Regions from separate parts of the Gossypium hirsutum genome. Here region 1 is linked to region 2. A link is a contact called in public Hi-C data. All regions are on one chromosome and are shown on one strand. Each heading gives the region's core, a stretch centred on a gene start, on an enhancer-like site or on the middle of the called end of the contact. The rest is flanking DNA. Distances are from core to core; before and after follow the strand shown. Region 1 has its middle 78 kb from the start of LOC121231746. Region 2 overlaps LOC107948137 (vacuolar protein 8).

Region 1 (6,423 bases), core at 3,656-6,155, 260 kb before region 2:
AGTAAATTTGAATAAAATATTTATTTGAGAAAAATGGTTAATTTGATAAATTTAAGGTTAAGGGATTAAATTGCAAAAATTGTAAAAGTTTAGGGTAAATTTGTAATTTTAAAAAAAATAAAAGGGTATTAATTATAAAATGGTTTGAAAATGAAATATATGCGGATAAATAAAGAATTTTACATTTTAGATCAAGATCCCGTAGATAATTGTGGAAAAGGAAAAATTAATAAATAGTCCCTAAACTTCTGCAACTCCTACAATTTGGTCTAGGTAAGTTCGTATGATTTGAATTTAATATCAAAATGAATTAATGAGCAGTCTAACATGTTACATATTATATAATTAGTCTTAATTGTTGATGATGAATGGTAATTTGAGATTTAATATTGAACATGATCCTCAGCTTGAATTGAACGTGGGATAGAGTACAGTTAGGATTTGGTGTGTTATGATGGTTTGGAGTGGAGATGATATTGGAGGCATACATTTGAATATTTTCGGAGTAAACCGAGGTTCAACATTTATTGTGAACTCTCGTGTTATTACTCTCTATTTGATGTGATGGTTGGTTTAGCTTTTATGAGCATTGGTGTGATGGTTGGATTAGCTCTTATGAGCATTGGTGCGATGGATGGATTGGCTCTAGTGAGCATCTGGTGTGTTTGGTTGGATTGATGATGTACTTCTATCCGTAAGTTGTTCTTTGAGTTGAAAATCTCAATAAGTTAACTTGTTGGGTAACTCTGGTGAATTTTCCATATATACTTGGGATTTGAATTAATTAATTAAATTACAATTTGGGATTGGGGATGATAGGAAACTTTCAGGGTTTTTATATTACTTTTTGAATTGTTGTATTTATTTCAGTAAGATTTTTCGATTTAATACGTCGAACTTACTAAGCTTCATTGAGCTTACTTGTGTTAAACTTTATTCTTGTAGATACTTAAAAGGTTGGACGATCGGATCAGCACTCAAGTCATACTATCCAGCTTAATTTGGTAGCTTTTGAACATTTACTTCAGATTATATGGCATGTAATAGGTTGAATGATGATACAAATGTTTGGTTTGTAATTAGCTAAGTATGAATTTTGGTTGTACAAATTGTTTTGGTCGATCTTCTTTTGGTATTTTATCAATGTGTTAACATGTTCATTTGATAATTGTTGGACTGGATAAAAGTGCATGTGATGAATTTGTTGTTAAGTAGCTAAGATTTGGCATGTTTGAGTTAGTGATTATAGGAGATATTTTGAATGAATTAATAGGTTGAATTGATGTTATGTTTTTATATAAATTTATGTATACATGTGGTACAAATAAGGGTACATTGGTTAGGCACGAAATTAGGTTGATTTTGGTATGTTTTTGGCATAATTAAAGTCATTTTAGATAGGTATTTTGATTAGTAAATGGGTTGCTTAGGTTCCAAGTAAGCTTGAAATGGTAAACTTGTTGATTAAGGTACATTTTAGGTCCACACGGCCTGAGACACGGGCTTGTGTCTCAGCCGTGTGTGACACATGGTCGTGTGTCCTCTGTAGGTTCAATGTATACAAGTCAAGCAGTTACACAGCCTAGCATACCGCTTGGCACATAGGAATTTGAGGTCATTTCGAGGGGTACACGGGTGTGTGGCTTAGCCGTGTGACCCAAGTCAGTGAGTTACATGGGTTGGGACACGGTCGTGTGTCCCTATTTCAAAGGTCCACGCGGCCTAAGACACGGGTTGGTCACATGGCCGTGTGACCCCTATAGTCCAAATTTTGCAACTTTTTCCTAAAACTTCCAAATGTTTTCGATTTAGTCCCAGATTGTTTCTATAGTAATTTTAAGGCCTCGAGGGCTCGATTAAGGACATTATGAATGTATTTGAATGAAATTTAATTATGTTTGTATTAATGTATTATTTGAATAGTTTACTATTCTGTTGGTCTGGTAATACTCCATAACCCTATTTTGGAAATGAATGCGGGTTAGGGGTGTTACAATGTCGGTCTATCTTTTAGAGCCATAAAACTCACCTCAACATGGAGAAATTTCTAGAAGAATCCAAAGTTTCGATTTCATCTTAAAGAAAAATGTTTCTCCTTTCCTCCAGCCTTAGGTTTCAATATTTTCAAAAGAAAAGAAAATATCTCCCTTTATTTCAACTTGAAGACCTATTAATATAGTCCAAGTTTTTACTAGAACTTGACAAATGTCACATCACTACTATCTTGTCTTATCAAGGATCTACAACTTCTGAAGAAACTAATTGAGTACTTTCCCTTTTTACTTTTAACTATATTAGTTCTCGCTCAGTTAGTTCCTAACCAATTTACCTTTTTAACATAACTTGTACAGTACCACGGGAAAAGGGTGTACCACTTTTGGCGTGGGCTCATACCTTTAGTATCTATTTACCTAACTCCATCATTCTTCTATCAAAACACAATGATTTGGTATGGAACTCTCAACATCCTGAACACACAACTATGTCCGTCCTCGTTATACACCAAAAATAGCATTTGGGTAATTACCAATTCACCAATTTCAAAGACCACGTCAGACCTTATGCCCTTCAGAACCGGGGCATTATAATCTTGCTCAAAGAATTCTTATACTTAGTCAACTTATTATACTTTACACACACTCAAAATTTACTCTTTATGCTTTACTTTCGTAGACATCATTTGAACATTAAGGTTTCACTGCATCTAATCTAATCTCTTAGTATGTGAATGCCGTCCAATATTGGTTTGAGTGACTAGTGCATCGAGAATAAAAAAATATGCTTCTTCTCAATGATGTTACCTATCAACTTATCTTTTGAATTAAGTATGCAAGAAATTAATGGCTCTCTATAAGGTCATTGCTCGTATAAAACACAACATTAATAGTTCCCTTGTCACTCTATCTATGCGTTAAATCCTTCCTTTGAGGGTTGCCCACATACATCTGTCTAGTCTTTTAAATAGAATCACTCATGCAATTGTCTTATTTCTTTTACAATCAAGGTAATATGGTAAGGATTGAAAATTGTGAATCTTTCCAGACTTACTACCTAACCTTGGTTTCCCAATCTAAAGATATCCCAATTAGAGTGCGCTTGCACTATACTAATTATAAGGCTAATTATATGACCTTCGTGCTTTTTTTCTTAATACCATTTCGCATATGTATTATAGTTAAATTATCACTTTTGTACTTTTACTAATTTTATTAGTTTGGCTCTATACTTTTATTCTGTAATCCTCATTGCCCCAACCCAAATATTCGTTAAAAATTTTAAATAAGCCAATGACACATTGCCAATTGTCAAGAAAAAGTAAAAAAATACTTACAAATTTTTAAAATATCAAAAACACTAGAATGTAACTGAAAATAATAAAGTTCGAGAAAAAACCCAAAATCTTAAAAATTAGAAAATTATAAAAATTTAAAAATATTTGTTTCTGAAAATCATAAAAAATATTTTTTAAATTATAAATATGAAAAGCTTCAAAAATAATTTAAAATTCATAAAATAAAATAAATAAAAATTATGTTTGGAATTTTAGGTTTTTTTAGAAAATTTTAGAATTGTTTAGAATTGTTAAAGAATTTTATGGTAATTTTCAGTAAAAAAAAAATCAAAATTTTAAACAAATGAAAAAAGTCCCTAAAATTTTCAATAAATAAGATTCTTCAAAATTTTCATGCAATTATAATATTTTTATTAAAAAGAGAATCCAAAATTCTAAACAGACCCACTTTTAAATTTTATGAGAATTGATTTTTTGAAGTTTTGCATATTTTTAATTTTAAAAATAGTTTTACAATTTTTTAAAAATAGATTTTCTAAGTTTTTAGATTTTTTGGGTTCAGATTTTTTTTATGATTTTTGATAAATTTTTAAATTTTTTAAATTTTTTTAAATTTTAATTTTTTTTTATTTTTTTGACACGTGATAGTTTATTATTGGTTGACTTAATCTTTTTCTTAATCGAAATCTAAGTTGAGGCAACAAGATATACATAATAAAAGAACAAGAGCCAAAATTGATAAAAAAATAATATAAGTGTCAGAGTGATTTTTTTTATTCAAATTAAATGTTTGATTAGTTAAAAGAAATTGGGTTATTTTTTCAAGTTGATTTTTTTTTTTTTTTTAGAATTATGGTGTCTATTTTAGTAGCAACGATTATTCTCTCCGCTACAGTTACTTTTTAAATAAGTAAACATCTAATTTAAATATGTTTTATTTTTATGCCTAAAAATCAAATTTTTAACTACATAATTGAAGGATGGAAAAAACATTAACCGCAACTTATAATTTAGGTGAGATCATTCTTACAGTACTCCTGCCACTCTTCTTTACTGTTATGACTTTTTTGCCAATGTGCATATTTTTTTTCTTTTGCGACCAAACAAATTGGATTTCTAGTTGTGGATGTGATTTTTCACTATCCAGATATTTTATGCACTTAAGGCTAAAGCTGTGGAAATATCCACGCTGATATTTTGGGGTCAAAAATGTATTCATGATAATGAGACTGACCACTGACCAATCATCTTTATTGAGAGGATGATGATGCTTTTCTACATCTTGATCCCCATTACCAACTAATATTTTCATGAATTGATATATAACTTTACATAGAAATAATTGGATAGATATTTTCAAATGTTGGGTAATATTAATGCATATTTTATTCTTTTAGGGGAGACATTAGAAGAAACAATATAAATCTCGAATACAAATTGTAAAATAATATTTAAAAAATTGAAAGCTTGAAATATATAATTTTTTTATATTAAAATATGAATTGCATGTTGTGAATATAGGAATACAAGAGAGGAAAATAAGATGGGTAAGAGAAAAGAAAGATGGGCCAAACAACATCTAAAAACAAAATGATAGCATCAGAATGTGATACCCCAAATTTCTTTTATATCACCAAAGACAATGGGAGATAGAAAGGGACAAAGTAACCAAATATTGTATTCCACTTATCCACTCCTTTTCAATCTTATCTAAGAAATATAAAAAAAGAAAAACATGTCTATTTAGATTTGAACCATGGTAATTGTATATTTCTATATGAGAGGTGTTTATGTTTGAGGTGAAGCTAGTTCAGGTCAATATCAATGTATAGTAATAATATTACATATATATTTTTTAAATTACAACTATATACATAGTTGTTATCCTAATTAATTATTAGATTTTATCACACCCATAATAGAGGTGAATGAAAATATTTTACATTAAAACAGTACATTTATAAAAATATATGATTAAATGACTATTAGTAAAATGGCAAGAGTTTTTTATATAAATTTATTAGTGTTTGATTCTTAAATAATGTTTTCCATTTTTTTTTGAAAATTATATAAAAATATGAAAATGCTGAAACTAACCTTATAATAATATTTATTAACCTTTAAAGTAAGGATATTTTAGTAACTTCATAGTTTAGTTAGGGTTTACCCTCAATTATATTATTTTTAAAATTTTTTTAATAAAAAATTATGTTAATTTTTATTTAATATTTAATATTTAATAAATTTATATAAATTTTATTTTATTAAATTTTTAAATACTAATAATTTAACTTTATTTAATATTTACATTATAGTATTATTTATCTAGCTTTCGTATAATGTAAATTACATAACATATTGTTAAACTAAGCCTTATTGGATAATATGTTTTGATATAACAAATTAAAGTGTTTTTGAATAAAAGTAAAGTTGAGCAATTTCATAAAATCAAGTTAAAATGGTTTCAATTGAGTCAAACATTTTCAAATATGTTTTAATCATTTTCAAACAAGTTAGAATTGCTCCAGGATAAAAAGTATCAATGCTTTTTGTCTAAGTATCGATATTCTACAAGATATCGATACCCCTCTGTTAATTAATACCAAATTGACATTCTGGAATTTGTAACCTCTGCTAAGTATTGATAAATCTCTCAGGTATCGATATTCCTGCTCCAACGGTCATTAAAATTTGCATCAATTACAAAAAATATTGATACTGTTTTAGTAGGTATCGATACTCGTAGCTACATGTGAAGTTTATGACCTGGTATTTCATCCCTAATAGCTATATTCACTTTTACAACAACCACAACAGTTGGAAATCAATTAGAGGGTATAAATACTATCTTCCAAAGATTTAGCAACAAGAAGAGCAATATGCAAAGCTTAAAGATAAATCAAAACAACCTAGAGTTTAAATCTTTCATACATTTTCTTGTAAACACTTGTGAGCTTTCATTGTATTCATTTAGCTCAAGTGTTCTTCTTTGTATTTGTGCTTAATTGGCAAACATTCTGATCTTGTAAGGATTATTTTTTTGTTTGCTTATTTATTTCTCTTTGAGAGAGGGTTGATTCTTAAGGTTTGAGTAGAAACCTTAAGGGAGTTATATATTAAGATTTTGGGGT
Region 2 (6,388 bases), core at 3,064-5,563:
TAACATCAAATCTAGTAAATTTCCTATTTTTGTTTTTCCCTAAAACTTTTGGTTTTTTAAATTTGTAGTGATTGAATAAAAAATATCGGTGATTTGACTAATTCGACAATCAACCTAATTCTTCTAACATGAGTTAAATTGTCTATGTTTAAAATTTTAATAAAACAATAACATCTAAAATATTAAATATTAACTTAATATTAATATTTTAAAATCTAATATGGACAAGCCTAAAAGTGAAACAGGTTTAAGTTAACTATTTAAAAATATAGGTGTACTTGAATAAAATTTTATTTCTAAATTTGAAATTGAGTTACGCTTGGACAAATATAAAGATTATAAATATTGTACTACCCAATCCAGCTCATGAATTCATTAATCATAAGCTTTAAATTAGAAGGTATAAAATATTAAAATTAAAAATATATGTAAATTTAGGCAAAATTTTAAGTTTATATTTCGAATTGAATTAATCTTATACTGTTATAAAAATAGAAATATATATACATGTCATATATAAACTGGATCGGACCCGACTTATGAATTCATTAATCATAAGTTGGAAGTTAGAAGGCTTAAAATACTAAAATTTAAAAGTTTAATTGAGTATTTAAGGCTTCTTTAAAGCAGATAAATTACTCATAAAAGCCGTCACTTTTCGTTCTATACAGTACAACTCAATTCTTGCTTTCTTTTCTATTTCATTTTTGTTAAATATTGGATCAAAATACACCGACAAATATTGTCCCATAATCTAATCTTTTTGAGCGCTTAATCGTATTTTTGATCCTCCAACATTTTCAAAAAAAATAATAATCCTTACTAACTTTTTACACTAATTTGAGCCTTTGAACTAATAAAATTGGCCCAATAAACTCTTTGATTAATGTTAACCATTAGTAGTTAACAATAAAGTTAATATGACCATTAACAAATGTCACATCAATACTGTTTGCTGATATGACAGTGCCACAGCATCATTAATCATTGACGTAACTACCACATCAATAAAAATTAAAAAATTAAAAAAAATTATTTTAAAATTATTTTTTAAATAATGCATAATAAATTATCTAGATTCATTTAAACCACACTCATATGCTTAGATTGATTCAAGAAGTATAAAAGACATTTAAAAAAAAAAGCCTTATAAAAATCATTAAAATTTATAATACTTGTTAAAAATTAATTAAAAGCCATAAAATTTTAAAAACATTATAAAAACAATGTATTAAAAACCATAAAAATTTATAAAAAATAAATTAAATATTTTATAAAAATTATTTTTCTCATTTTTATTAATTTTTTTTACTAATATGACTTATTTTTAAGTATATCAAACATTGAGATATTTTTATTTTATCATGTAAACTATTTAAACTTCTTCTAAAATGTTAGGCCATGCTAATCATCAATGTTTTTTTTTAATTAATGATCAATGGCTATACTTTAATAAAAATAAATTTTATAAAATATTTAATTTTTTTATAAATTTTTATGGTTTTAAATTAATTTCTAACAATTTATATATTTTTTTTCTAATTTTAATGGTTTTTAATAATTTTTTATAAATATTATAAATTTTTATGGTTTTAATTAATTATTTTAATGATTTTTTACAAGTTTTCTTTATGTTTTCTATAATTCTAGAATGAATCTAAATAAATAGATATCTAGATTCAAATGAACCTGGACAACAATATATCTAGATTTATTGTGTATTATTTAATAAAAATTTTAAAATATATTTTTATTTTTTGATGATATTATTGTGGCGATGTGTGGCCTACCACGTTAGTCTTCGATGATTATGTGGAACTGGCATGTTAGCTATTAGTGATAATGTGGCATTGCCATGTCAGCCTTTGGTGATGGTGTGGAATTGCCATGCCATTGATAACATGGCATTGACTAGTGATAACATGGCATTGACATGTCAACAAACAATGTTGATGTGGCATTTATTAAGGGCCATGTCAATATTTTCGTTAAGTATTAACGGTCAACATTAGTCAAAGGGTCAATTTAGTCAGTTTTGTTATTTTAAGGGTTCAATTGGGTGCAAAAAATTTGCAGGGAATTAATTGATTTTTTTAAAAAAGTTTGAGAGTAAAAAATACTATTAAGTCTATAAAATATTAAAAATGGACATAATGCTAAAATTAGCCATTATATTTTTTTTGTCATTTTGACTCTAATTTCATTTTTCTTTCTTTTTTATCATTTTGTCTTCAACCTTTAAAATTTTGTTAAATTGCCTTTTTGGGACAAAAAAAAAGTCAACTAAGCTGTTAAAATTTTAATAGAATTAATGTAATAACCAACATGATAATCTACACGTATTTCATTGCTAATGTGAATAATTTTTTTTCAAAATATTTATGATTTTTTTGAAATTTTAGTAAATTTTATATATTTTTGAAACTTTTATGAAATATATCTGGACTGCTATGTGGGCTACCACATCACTATCATTAAAATTGTAATGATCCAATAAGCTTTTTCATCCAAAGAAAAATAATTTGACTAAAATTTGAATGTTGAAGATAAAAGTGATAAAAATAGAATTAGGGTCAAAATGACAATAGATGTAAATGTTAGAGGTCAAATTTTCTTTATGTAGAAAATATAACACTTATAACAAGATTTATATACAATGTGTCAAAAAAATGGTATGTTTGGAAAGCCACTCAGTAATTGAATTTGAGTGTAATTTATTCTAATTACACATGTGAACATATAATTCTTTAAACACAATTATAACAAAATATTTTAGCATTTGATACATTATTGATGAAAATTTTTAATTCCATAAGCAGAATTCATGTGAACCCCATTTGTTTGCTCAGATTTTGCCTATTATAGAGAGGTGGTTGTTATACACTTATAATAATATATTGTTATAGAGAGATAATCATTGTAAGTTTATCCTAGATTTCATATTATGAATCTCCATCAAATAAAGAAAGTAAGAATTATGTTAAAAAAAGAAAGAAAGAAAGTGAGGACCCAAATCAACAAGATTAAAAGATGTATAACAAATCATGTATTATTACATTTATGCATATTTTATTTTACATTTTTCACATTATTAATTATAAAATTCATAAGTCTACCAAGTTCAATTAATCAATATGAATGATCAAATTAAATTAAATAATTTATCATGAGTTACTAAATTCAACTAATTAATTTATAAGTTTATGATATCCTAAATTTATAGTAGAATATTTAATTAGGGAGCCTAATAGTTTTTTGAATTGACATATTTAATTTTTCTCATTAGAGATTATTTTCATATAATAAAACATGACATTTAATCATTTTATTGAAGTAATGTTTTAATTAATATCATTTTCATTCAATAGATGACAAAGAATAGACTTGCTTATATAAAATACTATGATTTTACTTAAAAATTTAGACCATATGTTATTATAGAAATTAATTTAATAAAGAGAGTACTTCATAACCATGAACGCTATTGTTATAGGGGGTTAAAATAAAATATAAAACTTAATTCTTCTAGATTATAGCAAAATATTATTGTAAAGAGGGTTGACTATGATTTACAACATCCTAAAATGTAGGTGAAAAAATAGCCCCAAAGTAATTAATAGGCTTCTATTAAGGTGACCAAACTTCAATCGATAGGTGAAACTCTCAACAGTCTTAGGGTGAGTTTGGGGCGGTGGTGCGATACGTTTAGCTTATTTTTGTCTTACGTTACAGTATCGTTACAGTATCTAATCTTACCGCTTCTGCTATTTTTACACTGATCACAACTAAATACACCGCTCATCGAAACTTACCCTCAATAAAATATTTACATGCAATGTGAAGGAGTGCCAAAAGCTGGTGAGGTCAGTAAATGAGATAAGCGTGAGTGGGTGAATCTTTCTGCTTCGTTAAAACCAGCGAGCATTTCGTGTTGTGTACCGCACCACCACAAATGAATATCTCCACCTCTTTTTGGTATTCACCGCCATTCCTCTAATAAAGACTCACCCGCTCTTTAACTGCGTTGCAGTAAAAAATGTGTGAAAAACAAGTTGAACCATCACATCGCCTTACATTTACTCTGCTACATTTATGGTTTCAGTTTTTTAACCATTGTCTTACCTTCTCAATCAATACCGTCTAAAACCAAGTTGGCTAACCAATTGATCAATTTCCAGGTGTGAGTGGAACATTTGGGCTCAATTTCCAGACTCCAAACATAGGCGACCAAAACGAAGTTGGCTAACCAATTGGCATTAAATGTGTGTACCCTACAAATGGTTAGGTCTCAACACATTGGGCCATGAAGTTTCTGAATTGGTAATGCCTAAAGAACCTGTCTCAACACTGTAGTTGATAAGATTGTGATGTTTGACAAACTAATACTATGTAAAAAAAAAATCGTAATTATCAAGCCTTATATCAGAATATAGAACTGCCATAAAATGGAGACAGTGTTGAGTGTTGGCTAAAAGCCAAGCAAATAGTGACCCAACTTTCATCTATCGCTATCCCCTTTGTCCCACATGGTCAGGAGACAAGCTTGTTCTCCACTGTTCACATGTCATCTGGGTTTTCCCATATACAATGCTTCCAAATCATCTTATAAACTACACTTACTTTTATCATATAGAATCCCCATATTAACTAAAATAACTGCAATATCAAACAAGTATCTTATAGTTAAAATCTTATGTTAATGTACAGTGAAAACAAAAACAATCTAATAAAGAAACAAAAATTACATTCAAGAATGCCAGAGGCGGCTCAGAAAACTACGAAATCTATTGGTAGATAACTTTCTGACAAGTCTTTTGGCGTCAGAGACTTGTGCTTCTGCAAGTTTCTCTATGTATTTTAGGTAGCCAGAACTGGCTATTTTTCTTCTTCCACTGTTGCAACTTGTCAATGACACTAATATAGAGAGCAAGAGCTGTTTATTACCTGAAATTCCTTCCTCTTGATCAAGCAGTCTAAGAAGGAAGTGTATGTTTCTATCATCTGAAATAAATCTATTTCGATTTTTAGGGACTGAGACCAAACTGGAGAGTGCTTCAATTGCCCTTTCACGCACTTCACATGACTTAGCATCCAACAATTTGACAAGCTCTGCCATGAAACCAGCATCTCCCATTGTCTTTCTGGCCTCATCTGATGTCCCACAAAGCTTAAACGTCAACTTAAGTGCCAGTTCTTGAAGGGAAACTTCGCCATTGCGTAGGAAGAACAGTAAATGATCCGTGAATCCGTAATTCATCAAGGTGTTTATGCAGTTTTGTGAAGGGAAACATAGATTCTCTATTGCTCTCAATGCTACTTCTCTTGTTTTCGAAGAGGTTGATGACTTCGGATCCGAAATTCGTAGTAATGCACGAACTGATTCCTCCCCAGAAGCTACGTTTTGAAGCAACTCCATTGAATTAATCAGCACGATTTCTTCTTTTGATCTTGTTAGCTTGATGAATGTTGCAATAGCACCTTCTTCGACCATAAACCTCTTAATCTCTTCAACACCAACAAGGTTTCTCAACACCCCACAAGCAAGACCAATTAGTTCCCCTCCAAAATCACCGCTTGAACATATTTTCAAGAGTGCCGTCACCCCACCATGAGCTGAAACAGACCATGCATTGTCTGAATTTACAGTCAATGTCTGAAGACACCTAACAGCTCCTTCTTTGCCCAAATTACTGCCGGTTTCCAAAATCCGATTTAAAGGGCCAATAATCCCAGCTTCAACTAAAACCCCTTTATACAAATCAAACCCAGAGATTAAAGATACAATCTTTGAAGCTTCTTCTTGAATTTCCATCTCTGGTGAATCAAGAAAATCGACCAACAATTTCACAATGTCACTAACTTCAAGTGCTACAAGTTTCATGTACCTTTCATCTTCAGCCATAAGTTGATATAAATTCACCAAGGACTGCCTTTTCATTTCTATATCACCAATCTTCATCCTTGTCAACAAATCTCTTACATAGAACCTCATGTCATCTTTACAAGCACCAAAACCAGGCCTGGAAACAACGATGGCGAAACCATGGCTCAGAACCCCAGCAGTGTAAATCCCTGAAAGATTCTTTACATGGAGATCAAATTTTGCAACCATCACATCAAGGTCATTTTGCATCAGGAGCTTTCCACTGTAAGAAAGATCCACACATCTTCTCCCGAGATCATAACACTCGTTTACAGTTGCCAAAATGGAAGGAACCACGTCAGAGAAGGCCGCTGCGTTTTCACTTGAATCACAGTTTCCAACAGCCATCAACCCAGAACTCATCTCTTCTAGCTTCTTTCGAATGAGTTGCCATTTAACATTAAAAACTTTGATAGAATGTGAAAGAGAAATCAAAGAAGATATAACCTGAACAGCCTGCTTGAT

What was found. Hi-C and Micro-C count contacts between places; a contact is called where the count stands out from the background.
Region 1: a contact with region 2 is called in a Hi-C map of leaf, with 2.3 times the contacts expected there. The contact joins two enhancer-like sites. A contact is called at or near these places in 4 of 34 Hi-C or Micro-C datasets (callus and leaf).

What each region holds. Positions count from the first base shown.
Region 1 is chrA06:92,216,888-92,223,310 of Gossypium_hirsutum_v2.1, reverse strand. No RefSeq gene overlaps it. Among protein-coding and RNA genes, the nearest start is that of LOC121231746, 78 kb to the left of the region's middle. Within about 2 kb of position 4,905, at least 1 of the 9 cell types and tissues checked has an H3K27ac peak or open chromatin away from gene starts, as enhancers often do. A contact at or near this core is called in leaf, where this site is marked.
Region 2 is chrA06:91,952,961-91,959,348 of Gossypium_hirsutum_v2.1, reverse strand. It overlaps LOC107948137 (vacuolar protein 8), which reads right to left. Exons shown (of 1, transcript XM_016882604.2): 1 at 4,665-6,388. The coding sequence ends at 4,748. Among protein-coding and RNA genes, the nearest start is that of LOC107948137, 3.7 kb to the right of the region's middle. Within about 2 kb of position 4,313, at least 2 of the 9 cell types and tissues checked have an H3K27ac peak or open chromatin away from gene starts, as enhancers often do. A contact at or near this core is called in leaf, where this site is marked.